Regions from separate parts of the Monodelphis domestica genome. Here region 1 is linked to region 2. The links are chromatin contacts, called in public Hi-C maps. All regions are on one chromosome and are shown on one strand. Each heading gives the region's core, a stretch centred on a gene start, on an enhancer-like site or on the middle of the called end of the contact. The rest is flanking DNA. Distances are from core to core; before and after follow the strand shown. Region 1 overlaps PHLDB2 (pleckstrin homology like domain family B member 2). Region 2 overlaps PLCXD2 (phosphatidylinositol specific phospholipase C X domain containing 2).

Region 1 (6,644 bases), core at 177-2,676, 240 kb after region 2:
TCATTTTACAGATGAGAAAACTGAGGCAAACAAGATGAAGTAATTTTCCCAGGGTCACACAGCTAGTAAGTGACTGATACTTGGTTTGAAATCAGATCTTCCTGACTACAGGTCCAGAATTCTGTTCACTGCACAATCTAGTAGCCTTGGACAAAATCATTGCCTAATGGCAAACTTTCTGGTGATGTCTTTCAGAACTTAGTTTAGGTTGGTCCTTGTAAAATAGACGTAGTTAGAGGATCATAGAATATGAACTAAAAGTGACATTAGAGGACACTTAGTTAAACTTTGGATTTTACAAGTGAAATGAAGTCCCAAAGTAGATAAGTGACTTGCCCAAGGATTTTTCCTATATCACTGCATGGCCTCTACCTGAAACATTCTGAGCTGAGTAGGGTGCTCCAGAGTTTGTGCTCCTTTGGCATAGTCTTTGAGAACCCAGCCACCTTACAACTAGGATGAGCCGCCATCTATTACAGAAAAGGAAGGAAGGAAGGAAGGAAGGAAGGAAGGAAGGAAGGAAGGAAGGAAGGAAGGAAGGAAGGAAGGAAGGAAGGAAGGAAGGGTTAGAGAAAGAAAGAGGGAAGGAAGAGAGGAAAGAAGGAAAGGGAGAGGGAGGGAGGGAGGAAGGGAAAGAAAAGGAGGGAGGAAGAAAGGAAAGAAGAAAAAAAGGAGGGAGCAAAAGAAGGAGAGAAGAAGAGAGCAAATGGAGGGAAGAGAGTGGAGGGATAAAGGAAAGAAGGGATTGATTTATAGATGCATTGCAACTTGAAATATAGGTTTAATCAACTTATCCTTTCAGCTTTTGGGGGGTAGAAATTTAATAACTATGGAACTTTGGGGAAATTATTTCTCTTTCTGGTCTAAGCCTAACATAATAACAGTTGTTCTGCCTACTTTGCAGGGTTGATGTGAAGAAAGGGCTTTGTAGACCTTAAAAATATTATAGAATCATAGATTTAGAGCTGGAAGGGACCCTACCACACTGACGGTATTTCCCTCCAGTTTCTCCCTTTCATCCACATTACTAGAGCGTGGTTTTTGGTTTTGTTTTGTTTTGTTGTATGTGAAGCTGTCCTTGGCTGGTCTGGCCACATGGCCTCACTCAGAGAACAAAAATACAAAAAACAAAAATCTGGTGGCTGGAAGATCAGTTGCCTTGACCTATGTTCTGCCTATGCTAAAACCAAGGCAGGGTAAAGTGGGAAGAAAGCCAAGCCTTGCATCCTTTCAGGGCCAGCCTAGACATGGGGGAGACTGAGATATGTATTGTGGAATGGGAGATGAGAGTCTAACTGCCTTCTGGCTAGCTCAAGTCCCTGCCTAACCATTAACAGAAGCAAAGTTTTTTCCACAGCAGGGTCCAGGGAATTATAGGTTCTGGGAATGCATAGCGAAATGCAGCATATACACTGTGTTGAATGAGATATCCGTAACGTATCACATTAGCATGAGCTGTGCAGCCCTGCCGCTTTCCCAGGATACCATGATGAAAAAATTTACCATGGTCTGAGAATGCCACAGGCTGAGAGCAGTAGCTGCCCCTCCAGATTTCAGTCTGACAATCAATTTCATCTCCAATGCCAGCTCTCAATTATCCAGGTCAACATGCACCGGATGTTGTCGTTTTCCTTTTCCTCTTTTGCCAGCAGCCCTTCTTTAGAGGAGTGAGTAGGTGAAATTGATCCCAAGTCAGGACCTACTCAACTGAACAAGTGTTTATTGATGAAAAGCCAATTTCAGCTTCTCCTCTCTGGCGCCACCATGTGGTAAACTTGCTGGTAAACAAAGAAGCACGTAAAAAGGAGGCTACAAATTGAGAAATGATTTTAATAATTGGCATTTATTTTGCACTTTAAAGTTCCCAAGAAAGGAAGTATTTCCTAGTGGCAATCAAAGTCATAAAGACATGAGTTCAGGTTCACTCTGTGACGCATACTAGCGAGGTCACTCTGGATAAGTCACCTAATTTCTCAGTAGCCTAGGGAATTCCATAAAAGTATACATTGCAGACAGGACCCAGTGGGGCAGCTAGGTGCAGTAGGTAGAGCACTGGATCTGGAGTTTAGAGGGAGTAAGTTAAAATCTAACCACAGACACTTACTGTGACCCTGGGTAAGCCATTCAACCGTTGTCTGCCTCAGTTTCCTCATCTGTGAAATGGGGATAGAACCTAATTCCCAGGGTTGTTGTAAGGTTCAATAATCAATTACATTTTAGAGAAGCAGGAGCAGGTTCAACAACCAGTTTACCTGCAGGGCACTAGAGCAGAATCTCCTAAATCTTGACAAGAATAGAGAGTCAGGAATATCTGGGAAAATTATAGAATTTTAGTCAGCTCAGCATAGGAAAATTGGCAAGCCTGGCACTAAAATTATTGGCATTCCAGGGTATATGGAATCACAAATTGTCCACCATATAAACTTCTATAAGTTTCACAAAGCAAAGAGGAATCTTTGCATTGGAAAATGGATTAGCTCTGCAGCCTAAGGGACCTGGATTCAAATTCTACTTCTAACCCATACAGTATGTGTTACCTTAGGTAAGTTACTTAAACTTGCTAGGCCTTAGTTCTCTCATATATAAGATGCAAACTTTGGAATAGATGAATGAATGAATGAATGGCTTCTGAGGTCACTTTCAGCACCCAATCTATAATGTAATAAATTTATTTTAAAGATATTCTAATATGTCAACCTTATATATTCAGCATGAATATATGGGAAATAATTTTTTAAGGTCTTGCAGTTCTGCAGGATGTATTGTTTCAGGTAGCACATAAGTAATATTAATTATTAAAAATTAATTATTTATTATTAATTATTATTAAATTGATTAATATAAAATAATTAATATTAATTAAAAATTAAAAAGTAATATAATTAATATTACTTATGTGCTACCTGAAATAAATAAATATGCTTATATTATAGGTCACCGAATGTTAGAACATGTGGGAATTTAGGTATTTAGTATTACTTTAATGATCTTAGAATGACTGATGCCAAGCCTAGTTGCATAATTGTTTTCCAGTAATGTCTGACTCTTTATGACCCCTCTTTGGGATTTTCTTGGCAAAGACACTGGATTGGTTTGCCATTTCCTTCTCCAGATCATTTGACAAATGAGGAAACTGAGGCAAACAGGGTTAAGTGACTTAGAGAGGATCACACCAGTAGTAAATGTCTGAGGCTGGATTTGGATTCAGAAAGATGAGTCTTACTGACTCTAAGCCTGGCACTCTGTCTGCTATACCACCTAGATGCCCCAGGCTAGCTGGTATAAAGAAATACTTTGTAAAATATTACAAAAACCTGACTCTTTGGAAAACTAAGGTCAGATTCCCAGCTAGATCACCTCTTTCTCCTTTCTTCATACTCCTAACCTCTTTGTTTTCATGATAGCAAGTGATCTCCTAGTTTCATAGAATCTATTACGTTTGAAGAAAAAAGCTCTTCCAGTATCATAGATCTAGAACTAGGAAGGGACCTTAGGACCATCTTGTCTAGTCTAATATTGCAGATAAGGAATGTGAGATCCGGGGTGATTAAGTGATTTATCCAAGGTCATAGAGGTTTTAAGCATCGGAGGTAGTATTGAAACCCTTCAACTCCAATCCTTCAACTCCACAGCTAATACTTTTTCTACATTTCATTCTGTGTTTTTTAGTTCCTTTTATTTTTATTTTTTATTTGTTTTTTTTCCCCACATCCTAACTGGAGATTATTATTTAATGCAAATAAAATGTGAAAAGTAGTTTGCCCATTTTTTTGCTACTATTCTACATTCTGGTACATATGGATTAATGATCTTGATGGTTAACTATCTAGTGTTTCTGCTCTCCTCAGAATTTCTTAGAGGAAAACATTTTGACCAGACTCTTTTTTTAAACTCTTACCTTCCATGTTAGAATCGATAATGTCTTTTTTGGTTTCAAGGCAGAAGAGGGTAATGAGAGTTAAATAACTTTCCTAGGGTCATGCAGGGAGTATCTGAGGCTAGATTTGATCCCAGGACCTTCTATCTCTAAGCCTAGTTCTCAATCCACTGAGCCACTTAGTTGCCCCGACCAGAGCTCTTTCTTAAACATCATGTACCAAAATTTGTCTTTCTCTTCTTTGCGGCATTATTTCTATCATTAACAGAGGGCATCAAGATATGGCTCTTACATCTATCTCATCATTTGTTGTGAAAACCTTTAAGTTTATGCATATCATAATCTTGCCATACTAGTCTGGTTGGCACCAGATGAAGGTTTTGGTTCTCTTCTTGATTATTTTAGACTTATGGAGGGTTTTGAGGATATGCCTGTTGCCAGCGAAGAGATATCAGCTGCCTCCATAGGCAGCTTTCTCAAGGAGGAGACAAAAGGGAATGCAATACAATTTATGACTGCTAATAGATAGGGCATCTGCAAGGGGGAAAACATGTCCTTCACCCCTTCCTTCTTGTACTTTAACATCGTCTCAATTGGCTTAAAAACAAGCATTCATTTCATTATGGATCTACATATTTTGGGTTTTTCTTTGATAGAAAAGCATTATCTCTGTGCTGAGAGTATTTGAACAATTTAACCAGAATTTAATTATCTATGGCTTCACCAGTTAGCATCCCCTTCAAAGGAAGCAGTGGAAGGGACCGAAGGGGCATTTACAACAAGGACACTATTTCCTAGCAAATCATTATTTTTTTAGTCTCTTTCCCAGGGGATGTAATTTTTTTTAAAAGGAGGAAGTTTAAAGTAAATGAACGGAGTTCAGGAAGCTAGAGTGGGGGGCGTATGTCTGAGGGGAGGACATGGGGGACCTTCAGCAATATTTAAAGACTGTTTGGGATGTTTGCAAAGCTGTGTGTAGGAAGGGATATTTGTAGAGAGGAGGCTGTTTGCAAAGATGGGGTCTAGGGTTATTTGCTGAGATGGAGTTGTTTGCCAAATGGGGGTGGACGAGATTTTTTCAGAATTGAAGGATTTGTGAAGCTGGAGGGGTATGTTTGCAGAGAGGGAGTTAAGAGGGCAGAGCATCAACTGAGGTTGTTTGGAGAACTTGGGATAAAGATGGATATGGAGTTTGGAATTTACTTTAAAAGAGACTATGGCTAAAAATACTGGTGTTTTCCTTAGCCACCAATTATTATCATCTCTCTCAGCTGCTAATGGATGGATTGAGTAGGAAACTGAAATCGATCAATCAACAAACATTTATTAAATTCCTGTTGTACGCTAGGCACCGTGAGGTGCTGTAACCAATGACAAAAGTGAAATATGAATCTCATCCATTGTTTTTCAGTATAAAACTTAACCTCTGTTAACAATGTGAATATGCAACCATTTAGACTAATGTAGTATTTCTCAGACTTTTTAAATTCACTCTACCTCCCTCATGTGAGACCAGAAAAAAAAAAGTAACCTGTGGAATGATGAAATATCCTGGGCAGACATCTAGATTTCATTAACCGTTTATAACCAATTACTTAACTAGAAAAAAAGCACAAACCTTGTCGTGTTATGAACATTAATACTACAAGAGTTAGTGAACAACCAATGGTCATATGTAGTTACTTTGAAGACCACAATTTAAAAGAGAAAATAGAAATAATGATAGTGAAAATGATGAACACAATGCATAAAAACATAGGATATTCAAGGAAGAAGGCGACTGAAAGATTACGAGGTTCCATTCTTTTTTTTTTTTTTAGAAAGAGTCCCTGTAAGCAAAGGGAAATAACTTGCTTAGACTCACACAACTAGAGCAGGACTTGTTTTCTGCATCTATTGAGATAATCATGTGATTTTTGTCAGTTTGCTTGTTAATATGGTCGATTATGTGGATGGTTTTCCTAATGTTGAACCATCCTTGCATTCCTGGTATAAATCCCCCCTGTTTTATCCCTCTTGCCTAACATAATACCTGACACAGAACAAGCACTTATTCATTGCTTTTTGATAGCTGGTGGAAGAGCTGAACCTGCAAGCCAGGCTTCCTAACTCTTTTCACAGTGTATTACAATTTTGGCAATTTAGAAGATCCCTGAGGAAGTGTAATGCTAAAAAATATTATATATATTAATATATGATATATATTAATATATAATATATAATTAATATATTGTAAAATAATTAGTTTTTTCAAATTTTCAAATTTAAAAAAATTTAAAATAAATAATATATAACATAATTAAAATAGAATACATAAAATATTATATATATAATAAAAATATTAGATGAAAGAATGAAATAGGGGAAGACACAAAGAATACCCACATTTTAATTTTCAAGACTAAAATTATCATTTCCCAATTACTGAAAAATATGTGTATATTTACATATATAATGTAACATAACAATACTAGCATTTTTTGATGCTTACGATTCACAAAGCATTTTACAAAAATAATTTCATTTTATCCTCACAACAACTATGGGAAGTAGGTGCTATTTTAATTTTCACTTTACAGATGATAAAACTGAGGCAGTTAGAGCTTAAATGACTTGCCCAGGGTCACTCAGCCAATAAGTATTCCTGATCCCAGGCCCGGTGTATATACACAGTATATATACATTTGCACATACATAGTCATACAAACATTGCTATAATCAGGTAAAGGAGAAGAGGCAGCCAGAGCCCTGAGGTCCAGTCTCGGGC
Region 2 (7,304 bases), core at 2,118-4,617:
AGATAACTGTTGGTCCTTGAAACTCAAGTCTTGGTTTCAAATCCTAACTCTGATAACTTTGTCTGTAGTACCCAAGATCAATCACTTAACTTCCTGGGACTCAGTTTCCTCCTCTCTAAAATGAAAGAATTGTACTATGTTAATTGACAATCATTTTTAAGCACCCACTATGTGCTAGACACTGTGCTGTTGATAAAAAAAAAACATTTTTTACTCTTCTTATGAGAAAACAGAAACCTATATTAGTATAAGTAGTACAACTATGAAGAGATTTTGTTGTTCAGTCATTTTTCAGTCATGTCCAACTCTTCCTGACCCCATTTGGGGTTTCTTGACAAAAATAATGGAGTGGTTTGCCATTTCTCCAGCTCATTTTATAGATGAGGAATGGAGGCAAACAGGATTAAGTGATTTTCCCAGGATCGCATGACTAATAAGTGTCTGAGGCTGGATTTGAATTTAGGTCTTCCTGATTCTAGGTCTGGTGCTCCACTGCTGCTCATGTAAATATATACAGTATAACTTTGAAGAGAATAAATACAATTAAATATGAGGTGATTAAGTACAAGGTGATTTGGAAGGAAGCAACTGGGATAAACAAGGAAAGCTTCCTGTAGAAGGTGATACCTAAGCTGCATCTCAGAGGGGGAAAAAAAAGGTTCTATGAACTAAAGGTGGACAAGAAGGCAAAATTTGGTATGGGGGAGATCTAGTCCATAGACACAGGAGCTTGGAGAGAGAATGGCATTTTGAGGAACGCAGAAAAGGCCAGTTTAGATACACCAAAGTATTCAGAAGTGGAAGGGGAGATGATGTAGGAGTCTTTTGAAAAAAGAAGGATTAGGCACAAGTCTATCATGCCATGACCTATAAAAAAAAAGAGAGTGGACTTCATGAAATCTCAGTCCCTTAGAGCTCTTAATTCTTGGTCCCAACCATTCAAAACTCATATAAATAGCACAGAGTCATCCTAATCCATAGCTCTGCCTATGGGAGGGATTGCATTATATTAAATGCCCCAAAGATGGTGACCATAAGTTCCCATTGACCACAGAGGCTATTACCCTATAAGACATACTATTTCAGGAGGTCCTGAGTTCAAATTTTGTCTCAAATATTTCCTAATTGTGTGACCCTGGGAAGTCACTTAACCCCCATTTCCTAGTCCTTACCACTCTTCTGCCTTGGAACAATATAGTTCTAAAGTTAAAGGTAACGGTTAAAAAAAAAAATTCTACTATTTGCACAAAGGACAGTTAGGTGATGCAGTAGATAGAGTACCTGCAGGATCTGGAGTCAAGAAGAATTACCTTCCTGAGTTCAAATCTGGCCTCAGACACTTATTGGTTTTGTGATCCTGATAAAGTCCCTTATTCTGTTTGCCTCAGTTTCCTCATGTGCCAAATGAGCTAAAGAAGGAAATGACAAACCGCTCCAGTATTTTTGCCAAGAAAACCCTAAATGGGGTCATAAAAAGTCAGATACAACTGCAAAAATTGAACAATAACAACCATGTACACATACACACACCAAAAAAAAAAAAATTAGGAAGCCATGTAGAGGGTAAGTTAGAGACCTCAAAGAGAGGCTATATAGTTCTGGCAAAGAGCTTATTCCAGAAGATTGCATATAAAGTGAGACTAACTTGTCCTCTGGGCATGGAGACTGGAAGCACTGATGGTTCAGCACCCTTCCCCCTAAAGCACAGTCCCTCACATCCAATAAAGTCTAAAGTAATGCTGTGAAAATGGAAGTGGGCACTGTTTTCCTGACCAAATCCAACAGGGAAAAATTCTAAAGTGGGTTTGCTCAGTATAAAGTTGTTAACTTCCAGAGGCCTTAGATAAACAAGGTCAGTGGTGACACACTCTTTGGTCTGGACTGAAACCACCAGAAATACAGCCTTTCTGGCTGAATTCCGAAGGTAATTTGGACCAGACTCCCAGGGGCTAGGACTTCCTGTTGGCGGAGACAGAAATCAGACTTTTGCAAAATGGTGCCCTACCTCATTCCACCTTTGAGAAAATTTTGCCTTTTTTCTATTCTATCTACTAGCCACTACTGGTAGATAAGAGATGAGATTTGATTCATCAAATTCCCAAAGGATGGAATTCACATCTATGACTTAGATAAGTATTAGGGCCAACTGGAGCACATGGATTTGCCAGAGTTGCACAGCTGGCAAGGTTTGGAGGCTAGATAGGAATACAGAGCTTCCTAATTCCAAAAGCGGTACCCTGTCCACAATCCACAATGCTTCTTTTCATCTTAATACAAAAGAACTGCCTATGAGATTGCAAAAGTGAATTTTCTATTGTTTAATTTAAAAAATCAAATATGTGCAATTTTAAAAGTAACATTTAACATTCATTATGTGAATTCCTACCCTAAACAACTTCTTTTCTTCCCTACCTCAAATCTACCTCTGCTCTCTAGAATCAAAAAAGGTATGATTTTGCTTGAAAAATCATGAGCAAAAAAAGCTTCCTGGGAGCAGTAGAAAGGACCTCCATTCCTGCTTAGAACTCTGAGATCAGGCTCATTCAATAGCTTTCAAGATCATGGGGGATGGGGGGAATCTAGGTGAATCCCAGGACTTGATATGGGAGGTCTTGGATTCAAATGTGACCTCAGACTCTTCCTAGCTGTGACCCTGAGCAAGTCACCTAATCCCCATTGCCTAGTCCTTACCACTCTTCTGCCTTGGAACCAATATACATTATTGATTCTAGAATGGAAGGTAAGGGTTAAAAAAAAAAAAAAGAGCAGAGGCAGGTCTCTACCTCCCTACCTTATAACCTTTCAGAGTTAGTTAATTCTGATGCTTTGTGACCCCATTTGGGGTTTTCTAGGAAAAGATACTGGAGTGGTTTTTCATTTCCTTCTTTAGCTCATTTGACAGCTGAGAAAACTGAGGCAGACATAGTAAGTGACTTGCCCAGGATCATACAACTAGTAAGTGTCTGAGGCCAGATTTTAACTCAGGAAGAAGAGTCTTCTCGACTTCAGGTCCTGCAAGCACTCTACTGTGCCACCTAACTGAGCCAGTGAAGGATTCTTATTTTTAGCAAAACCTCTTACATCTTCTCTTACATCAAGATCACTGATTCTGATATTGACAGATTCATGTTTTGGTGAAAAGGGGAAAAAGAGGGCCAGAAAGTGTCTGAGCTGTTTCTTTGTTTCACCTTCCTTTCCTTCTTTGTAACCCCAGCTTTGGAACAAAGGTGACATCTGCAGCTTGAAACCTAAAACAAAGTTCTTTGTCTCTGGTGACCACAGAGAAACACAATACTTTCCTCTCCCTGCTTGACCTCCCCAGATCCTAGCTCAGGGGAGCTGGAATTGGCTACTTGCATTTTCTTGTGCTGAACAGAGAGGGGCACTTGTGTTCCATTTTTTAAAGCCTGCCACTGTTCAGAGAGTGCACAGAGCTGTGAAATTTCTCCTGACACTCAGCGTTGCTGCATCTTTTTAGTAGGTGGAGTTTCAAAGTTCCCTTTTTTCCACCAACCAGTAGTGTTTACATTTCCCATCAACGCTGTCTCCTTAGGACTGCCAGACAAAGTTAACCAGATCCTGGAGGCAGCCTTATAATGCAGTGAAAAGAGCATCCCTATGTAAACCCGGAGACCCGGATTCTTATCCAACCGTTTTCATTCATTTGCTGTGTTCCCTTTCTAGCACTAGCATTTTAGGTTTCTCTGAGATAAAGAAATCTGCTTGGATGGCCTTGGGACCGGTCAGGACTTTTGACCTGAAGGATTCAGTGATGGTTCTCCCAACTGAAAGGGCCCTCAGGCCAGATTAGAGCACTGTGTTGGACCAGAACCTTCAGTAGCCTGGATAACCATTGGCTGATTTCCCACATGAACCCACCACTTATGTGTTAATTTCTGCCATTTATTAATTTGAGAGGTAATATAATATAGAGGATAGAGAACTGGCCACAGTCAGGAAAACCTGACTGAAAGCAGAGCCATATTGTTTGTGTGACACTAGATAAGTCACCTAAATTCTCATTGTCCTAGATAATTGACTATGAGTGGCAGAACAGATTATTAATAAAAGTAATTTCCTCACCAGAAGTTATCCACAAAATTACAGGTTCAGTCCAATAGAAAAACATTATTTAAACTAAAGCAAAAGATTTGGGAATTTCAAAGGATCACAAGCTTTAAGCTGAAAGAGAATTTAGAGATAATATAGTCCAATTTCTTCATTTTACAGATGGGGAAACTGAGGCCCAGTTAGGTTAAGCAGTTTGCCCAAATTCCTTGCACATACGCTGTCAGAAGTGAAATTTGAACTTTCATCCTCTGTCTTAAGAATCAGTGACCAAGGATACTCTATACCACATCAAACCATTAATATCTAATTTAATATCTAATTGTAAATTGATTTCTGATTTTTTTCCCATAAAGAACCAAGTGATTTGGGGTCTTTATGGGAACAGGACATAGAACAAGTAGGTTCTGCTTCCTGAGAAAGTAGAGTAAATTAGGTTTAGAAAATAGTTTCAGTCTTGTAAATCAGGACCTCATACAACAGTGGGAGACTGTGAACACCTATAGACAACCCAAAAGACATTGTAGTGTTGGGATGGAGAGAATGGAAAAGTAAACCAGGAAAGGCCAGAGGATTGATAAATGCCAATTTTGCCATCTAACTCTTACCTAAGACTGACTCTACTTAAACGACTATCCTGTCCCAAGACCTTAAATTATGTACAATCTGTGAACCCACAGCAGCGTTCCTGATTCAGCCTTTTTTAAACCCTCACCTTTTGTCTTAGTAACAATTCAACAGAAAGCCAAAAGCCAAACAAACAGGGTTAAAAGACTTGCCCAGTGGCAGGTGGCTAGGAAGTTCCCAAGGTCCGATTTGAACCAGAGTCCTTCTGGCTCCAGGTCTGACACTATCCATGGTGCCACTTACCTCTGCCCCCTGATTCAATAAATCTTAATGGAAGTAATTCTTAATAGGAATACAGCACTGAAATAGCCCTTTGGTAATCACTGTGGTAATCACTCATATGCATCCTGAATTGGGAGATCTAAGCCAATTGGTAAATGGAGGAATGTGTTTTCCATTAGGTTTCCCATAGGTAAGCTTTCCATGTTAAGTCCATGATAGCTTCAAGATCTAACATGGCACTTCTTGGCATTTGAGTTAATTGGATGGTCGTCTCTCTAGCAGTATAGTTACTTGGCTAAACGCTGGAAGGTTTCCAATCATTCTCTTATTTGGAGAGGATCACTGAAGATCCCTGAAAGTAGTCTATAACCATCAAGCAGGAGAACTCCCTGGATATGCTGCCCTTTAATTTAATTAATTTAATTTAATTAATTTAATTAAATTTAATGAATCTCCATTCATTATTTTTAGGAACCTTCCTGTGATTTTGAACTGGGTGAAGACACAAAAGCCTGGAGAACTAGGGGTCAACATCATCACGTCAGACTTCGTCGACCTGGTGGACTTTGCCACGACTGTCATTGAGTTGAATGACCTCCTCCTACAAGGGGACAGAGCTCTGGCTACATGCTGATTTCGTTTTTATTTAACTCCGTATTGAATTTATTGATTCAGGGCAGAGTTTTGACAGGTGTCCCTGCCAATGGTAGTAGTCCCTGGGCAGAGTTTTGGAGGTGAATTCAGTGGAGGCCCTTTTCCTTTATTCATAGGGCTGTCAATTTTAGTTTTCCAGGTGAAACTTTTGGCATATTGGAAACTCTAAGGGGTGAAATCCCACTTTAAATAATCAGTGTCAGAGTTTCTTTTCACTGGATCATAGGATGGAATAATTGGTCAGGAATGTGGATAATAGGTCCCATCGGGGTATTTTATGTCCATTATCTGGTTTCTTTCTCTGCTGTCTTTCAAGATGTTGTGTTTATGGCAGTAAGAGGCCCGACATCCGTGAACAGGGAGACATCCTATTCCAAGTGTTTCTGTCCTGTGGTAGTTAGACACCAACTTAGGACTCTGATGGGATCCCCTGAGTATTAAAAAGAAAGAACTGGTGTTAGGGAAGGGGCGAGGAGATAAATGACCCACTCCTTTATAGAGCCAGCCAGTAGAATTTAGCATGGTGGTATTAATAAGGGGGCTGCTATTATATTTCTTGCCCTGTTCACATGCCAATTGATTTCCTCAGAGAAATAGAGCCCAGAGATTTAGGTGTATTTGATAGTCCCAAAACATTACTTCCTTTCCATTTGTTTTAGTTGTGTATAAGAGAAAGAAAGGAAGAAGAAAATTTTAAATTGGGTACGAAGAAGGGTTAGATTTGCATGCTATCTCATGTCAGGGTTTTTTGTTTGTTTCAGAATCATTACTTAATGGAATACCAGTTGAATTCTAAATTATTTTGGCAGAGCATGGTCCTCAAGCCAGCTACTGAGGTCATGGTCAACTCTGGGTACATCTGGGATTGGTGTCTGTCTTTTGTGACAGTACCACGGCAAAATCATGCTTGAAAAGTGCAATGGCATTGCATTGACATGTTCCCAGTGAGTTTGGAGCCATTCTCTGATTATCTGGAACCGAGACTACCTGGGGGACATTTAGGATGGTTTGCGTGTCACCCAAAACAAAAAAGCAGTAGTAGGAGAGCTTTGATTTCATTTGTCAATTTGATCAGCCTCCTACAGGGTATTTGGACTGGAGCTAACCATCACTAGATGAAGGACTTTGAAACTCAAAAGAAAACTTTTCTTGATTGATAAGAGGTGCTTACTAGATTGAGAAAGCTCTTTTCTCACTTAATTTATGTATTTATTTACTTATTTCTACACAGTTTATTGACAGTGCTTCCTAGGTCAGACGGAGCTTCCAGGACTCCTTCCTGCCCAGGACAGAGAGGATGGCCATTTTCTCTAGGTTGGCAGGACCACCTTTCTCAGTGCATCTGTGTGTGACTCAGTCTGCTATTTACCTTCGCGCTATGTTGTCTTTTCTCCTATGCTTTCTAAGGACTTTGTAAATTTGGTAGACTTTTCAGGACCATTCTTGCTGCACCAGTGCAATGGCTGAGGAAGAAATGGATAATGAGAATTATTTTTCATCTCATCTATGAAGAAAACCCTCCAGAACAGGAGTGAAAAGTGAATGCTAGCAGGAGAAAACAGGGAAAGATAATATGCATTTCTACCAATCTGGATCTGATTGCGGAGCACCTTATACAGCAGGGAATTCTCTAGAAATGGCAGCCTCTGGAGTCTGGAAAAAAAAGGAAAAACCAAGATGCCAAATGTATGTGGGTTTTGGTGGGGAGAGGGGGAAGGAGTGCACACACATAT

What was found. Hi-C and Micro-C count contacts between places; a contact is called where the count stands out from the background.
Region 1: a contact with region 2 is called in a Hi-C map of limb, with 4 times the contacts expected there. The contact joins two enhancer-like sites. A contact is called at or near these places in 2 of 2 Hi-C or Micro-C datasets (limb and spleen and liver).

The regions. Positions count from the first base shown.
Region 1 is chr4:72,783,650-72,790,293 of mMonDom1.pri, forward strand. The region is part of intron 1 of PHLDB2 (pleckstrin homology like domain family B member 2); the gene reads left to right. Among named protein-coding and RNA genes, the nearest start is that of PHLDB2, 10 kb to the left of the region's middle. Within about 2 kb of position 1,427, at least 1 of the 2 cell types and tissues checked has open chromatin away from gene starts, as enhancers often do. A contact at or near this core is called in limb, where this site is marked.
Region 2 is chr4:72,544,209-72,551,512 of mMonDom1.pri, forward strand. It overlaps PLCXD2 (phosphatidylinositol specific phospholipase C X domain containing 2), which reads left to right. Exons shown (of 6, transcript XM_003341211.4): 6 at 5,389-7,304. The coding sequence ends at 5,551. Among named protein-coding and RNA genes, the nearest start is that of PLCXD2, 82 kb to the left of the region's middle. Within about 2 kb of position 3,368, at least 1 of the 2 cell types and tissues checked has open chromatin away from gene starts, as enhancers often do. A contact at or near this core is called in limb, where this site is marked.